Regions from separate parts of the Sus scrofa genome. Here region 1 is linked to region 2. Evidence: chromatin contacts called from public HiChIP or PLAC-seq data. All regions are on one chromosome and are shown on one strand. Each heading gives the region's core, a stretch centred on a gene start, on an enhancer-like site or on the middle of the called end of the contact. The rest is flanking DNA. Distances are from core to core; before and after follow the strand shown. Region 1 holds the start of LOC100151816 (interferon-induced protein with tetratricopeptide repeats 5). Region 2 holds the start of IFIT3 (interferon induced protein with tetratricopeptide repeats 3).

Region 1 (2,700 bases), core at 61-2,560, 40 kb after region 2:
AATTAATTCCAAACAAGAGAATAATAAAGTCCCAAATGCACAACTAACGCCAGTTCTGTACCTAAATGTTAGCCACATTTAACATGATTCTCGAGGAGCAGAAACTGACTTGACCTACAAGCCATTTTTTCTAGCAAAACTGAATGAAAAATCAAAGTCAGTGTTTCTTAATTAACCAAATAGTAAAAACTATATATCGTTGCCCATTCATTTAAAAATCAAAGTCACTAAATGGTAAAAAAAAAAAAAAAAAAGTGGTAATAAGTGTCTTTTTGATGATGAATACTTTTTCTCAAGGTTTGAGAGTTGTCTTCGCCCTCTGCATAACCAGAAACAAGATGCAGAAGACAGAAGGCAGGACTTGTCGCTTGTCTGTTTTATTCATTGCTGTATTGACAGGACCTTGAACAATGTCTGGCTCTTAGCAGTTGTTTAATAAAACTTGAATGAATGACTGAATTTGAAAGGGACAAAAATTTTAGTGTATGGGCATTTGATACTTTCTACTTAGATTCCTAATACCACCCCATCTTTACTGGGACCTTATTATAGAAACACAGTTGGCAAGGACATGGAAGGCAAAGGAACTTTCACACAATTTTGGGTGGGGGTGCAGAAATGTCTTCACAAAGCTTTTCAGCAATGGCTACTAAAACTCTGAATGCTTACACATTTTGATCCCACAATTTCTCTAGATTTACCCAATAGAAATTATGGCTCAAGTGCACAGCATTGCACCTATGTTTGCTGAATCAAGATTTCAGTTCAGCTTAGGATGCACAAAGCTGTCAAGAGCATCGCCGTTCCCCAACAAAAATAACGCTTAACAATCTCCATTTTAGGTAAAACACCTCCCCCCCCAAAAAAAAAAACATAAAACAAAACAAAAAAAAACGTTATCGAGAGACACGCGAATTTAATGAGGCAGGTAGGAGCGAAGAGAGAAGTCCTAAAGCCCAGCTGCAAATTTCACCCTGGATGAACTCCACCCCGTCGCGCGCTGCGCAAACCTCTTGCCTCGGTTCCTCAGCCCGGTCGGGGGCCCCCCCAACTCAGCGCTTCCAGAACTTTCTGTTTCCCAAGCTGGACTCCGCCTGTCCGGGGATCAGATTCACTTTCTAGTTTCCTTTTCCCGCTCGGTCCGCGGTTGACAATGACTGCAGCCTAAGAGCGGAGGTAGCGCCGCGGTCCCCTCATGACCACGCGCACGCGTACAGCACGAGCACGCGCCCGCGAGCCCGCCGCTCGGCCGCGCAGGAACCGAGTGCTGAGGAGAAAGCCCGAGGGGACCGGCGCCTTCCTGCACGGCCGCGGAACCCAACCATCATGAGGTAAGGGCTTCTCCCCTCTTTTCCTCCCCAGCAACTTGTGGCCTTTGTTTCCCACCCGTGTTTCTCTTATTCCATTTGCAACGCTGCGCTGCGGCCCTGGAATGGGCTCGGAGCCCCTTGAGCCCGGCGGGCGGACGTCTGCGTTGGGGATGCTCCCGGGCAGCCCCGTCCTGGTCGGGGCGGCCGAGGGCGGGCCTCCCCGGGAGCTTGGCCGAGCGGACCCTACCCGTGAGTCCCGGGCGTCTGTAGTCCGGACCGTTGGCCCCGGGTGGGGGGTGGGGGGCAGGCGACGCGCCTCTTGGGCCTCTTACCTCCCTGGGGCTCCCGTCGCCGCGGTCCCCGGGCGGGTGCGGTTGGCCTCGGCGTGGCCGGGTCCCCGCAGGCCTCAGCCCCCCGGCGTCACACGCGTCGGCTCCTGCCATTTTGCCTTTCTGATTCCTGGGTCAGACTTCTCCCCACTTCCTTTGTACCGCAGACGGATATTTCTTGTTTCACCCCATCCAACGTTTTCTGAGATTTTCTTGCTCAGAGGAAGATGGGGTGGGGTGGGGGGGACCTTGGCTCACCCGTTTTATTGGCTCCTGCCCTGCACCTGGGTAAGGAACCGTCCGCATTTAGGACGTTGAGGAGTGGAAGGCTCGGATCTTGGGCACCTGAAGCCAGTGGAGCCCTTTGTTCTAAATCCTGATTCTGACCACGTACTAGTTGGGTAACCCAAAGCAAAAGTTTCTTAAGCTCGGCGAGTCTGTTTCTTATCTGTGAAAGGTGATGGCTTCATCTCTTAGGAGTGTGAACAGGGTCCGTTGACTGCTTGGCACACGATATTTGCAAAAATGTTGCCTATCATTATATGTTTTTTAAAAATGTAATAAGTGCCTCACTTCTACCATTTTTAAGAAGGGAGGGAGGTGAGAGGTATCAGGAAGGGGCCTGAAGAGACAAGGAGGGAAAGTTAGGTGCACTGTCTATGTATGCAGGATGGGGTGGAAGAGGGGTGGACTCCACTGGGGACTAACTGTTCTCCCAAGGAAAATGAAAGACCGCTCCTTCCTGGCCAAAAAAAAAAAAAACAAAAAACGCCAAAACAAAACAAAACCCTCAAAGTCATCTGAAGATAAATGTTCCATCCTCAAACACAGTAGCCTCTCTCTGCTAGTTTCCCAGAGATAAAGTTAAAAAATTAAGTGGACAAAGCTTTTGAAAAAGTGAAACTTCCCATAGTATCCAGTTGTGCATAAATTCTACAGAGTGTGGGCATAGCACTTGAGTGGCTGACTGAATGTCCCTTGGAGATCTCACAACCAGGTTCCTAATGCCTGGGGCAGCCCTCCCTCCTCACTATCCTTGGGCAGAAGCAGATTTTACTCTA
Region 2 (2,700 bases), core at 97-2,596:
TTTTTATGGCTATTTACATCATAGAAATGTTTATTTTTAAAAAATCTCTCCGGGTATTATCATTCCTTCAGAGTTCAAAGTTTAAATACATAAATTTATCAACGAGGCAGCTAGCCAACAATATTATCCATGTTACTATTTCCCCTTTTCCGGCTGGACAAACTAATGATTTCCTTAGACTTCAGAGAGGTAACATGCTCAGGAGTCACTCCAGGGCTTGGCTTCCTATATTTAGCACCAGGGGAAAAAAAATTTAGGCTCTGGAATTTGACTCATAGATAATTCCAGAGTTAGCAAAGTGAACACACAATTAAACCCAGGTCTCAAGGTGCAAACTGTCTCTCTATAGTAAATTTACTTGATGAGCTACTTTTTATGACGTATTTCTGGAGCAGTCTTCCACATCATGTGCTCCCAGAAACCCTGACTTCAGGATCTCCTGCAGACTTTAGTAAAAATGCAGTTTCCCAGGATCCACCCTGGAGTTAGGGTCAGATTTCTGGGACTGCTTCCACCTCAAGCTGTAGTTTCAGAGTCATGAGTTTAAACAATTTTCTTCTACTAGTACACTGTTGGTGGGATTGTAAATTGGTGCAACCACTGTGGAAAGCAGTATGGAGATTCCTCAGAAAACTAAACATACAACTACCATTTTATCCAGCAATCCCACTCCTGGGCATCTACCCAGAGAAAACCACGACTCGCAAAGACACATGTACTCTGATGTTCATTGCAGCACTATTCACAATAGCCAAGACATGGAAACAACCTAAATGTCCATCGACAGAGGAGTGGATCAAGAAGATGTGGTACATATACACAATGGAATATTACTCATTCATTAAAAAGAACGAAATACCAGCATTTTTTACAACATAGATGGACCTAGAAACTATCATGCTAAGTGAAGTCAGCCGTACAATGAGACACCAACATCCAATGCTTTCACTGACATGTGGAATCTGAAAAAAGGACAGACTGAACTTCTTTGCAGAACAGATGCTGACTCACAGACATTGAAAAACTTATGGTCTCCAGAGGAGACAGTTTGGGGGGTGGGGGGATGTGCCTGGGCTGTGGGATGGAAATCCTGTGAAATCAGATTGTTATGATCATTATACAACTACAGATGTGATAAATTCATTTGAGTAATAAAAAATTTTTTAAAAACTACCCCCAAAAAATAAATAAACAATTTTCTTCTACTGAGTCATGGCAGATCTCAACCATAGTTTCCTTTTCTTCCTCTTGATGTTAAAGCAGTTTCACTTTCCAGTTCCTCTTCCCTTTCATAAAGGCAATCACTCACACACAGGGAGAAAGCATCAGCTGATGCATCCTCCCCGCCCCATTTCCCTTTTATATAGCTCCTTCCTATTTACTTGAGGCACGTTTCTGAAGGGCAAATCAGCTTGGACCCCAGCTTTCAGAACAGCAGAGAACAGACCGCCATCATGAGGTGAGTGAGATAACAGCGAGCATCCTTTTTCTCCAATGCAAATTGTAAGCCGAGCCTCTCCGGTGCGTCCTGCTGCTTGTGGGCTAAACGTGCCTTTTCAATATGGGCACTTGCTATTTTTGTGACTTTTTCTGGTGTATGGACTCAAATTCCCTAAGATTCCCAGGTGGAGGTGGGAGCCAGGAACCGGATGAAAGAGCTGCTTGGCAGGAGTGGTCATATCCAGTTGGGCACAACATTTGCTGAGTCAAAGTTAGATCTAAAGGACTTACTCTTGTGGGGAGGAGGAGTTTCTGTTGTTGTTTTCTTTGGAAGGACTAAGAGGCTTTCTTCTTACCATTTTAAAAGTAAGCATTTCTTTTTAGCAGATGCTATTAAAGATGAAATTAGTAGTACAAAGCCAACTCATGTTGGGAATTTTGCCTTGAAAATTTGATCACTTCAAGATGGGAAGTGGAAAAAACCATTTTTACAAATGGACTTTTTTTTTCCATTTCTCATATGAAAACAAACCCAAAGCTTGGTGTTTCTTCTTATTTTTGCTGTAATGAGGGCTGGTGAGCAGCAGAAAATCATATCTCTTCAAAACATAACGACCTAATCTCTTTCCTAATACTGATCTAATTTCTAGTGAAGGAAAGCAGAGCAATGGGCAGTGGTTGCCTGGGGATGGGATGGTGGAGGGTGGGATTGGGCTTAACTAGGAAGGCACACAGGAAAATCTTTGGGGATGATGCAAAGAGGAGATGGTGGTGGTGGTTACATGGGTATATACATTTGTCAAAATTCATCAAGCTATTCTTTAAATGGGTGCACTTTGTTAGAATCTAAAGCATAATCTTAGAAAACTTGATTTCAAAAGATGCACATAGATGTGCTCCAGCTCTACCATCAGATAGAGCCTCAGGAAAGACAGAGCTGAGAGAAAAGGAAAACTTTCCCATCAAACACTTATGGGGACTGAGGGGTTGATTGCCTGGAGAGGGAGCATCCTAGTGATCACTGGGGGAGGGAGGACAGGGAGACTCAAGGGCTCCCAAATGCTCTGCAGGCTTGTATCTGAAGATAGGATGGATAGGAAGAATTCACTGCCAAGTGCCTCAGGTCACCCTTTCCTGTATGATAGTCTCCTGGTTACAAATGATGTTAATTGTGTCTGCATGAGTAGGTTGACCAGAAAAACCTAGCTCTGCCCAGCATCTTGGTAGCTAGCCTGTCTAGGGAGTTTGGCAATGACCTGT

Evidence for each region. HiChIP or PLAC-seq counts read pairs in DNA pulled down with a chosen protein or histone mark.
Region 1: an H3K27ac HiChIP or PLAC-seq map of alveolar macrophages shows a contact between it and region 2. The contact joins the promoter of LOC100151816 here to the promoter of IFIT3 in region 2. A contact is called at or near these places in 3 of 47 Hi-C or Micro-C datasets (embryonic fibroblasts, liver and skeletal muscle) and 2 of 2 datasets of contacts at active chromatin or transcription factors (alveolar macrophages and skeletal muscle).

Annotation. Positions count from the first base shown.
Region 1 is chr14:101,253,508-101,256,207 of Sscrofa11.1, forward strand. It overlaps LOC100151816 (interferon-induced protein with tetratricopeptide repeats 5), which reads left to right and starts at 1,311. Exons shown (of 2, transcript NM_001315572.1): 1 at 1,311-1,331. The coding sequence starts at 1,327. It also overlaps a transcript of LIPA not described here.
Region 2 is chr14:101,213,431-101,216,130 of Sscrofa11.1, forward strand. It overlaps IFIT3 (interferon induced protein with tetratricopeptide repeats 3), which reads left to right and starts at 1,347. Exons shown (of 2, transcript NM_001204395.2): 1 at 1,347-1,459. The coding sequence starts at 1,455. It also overlaps a transcript of LIPA not described here.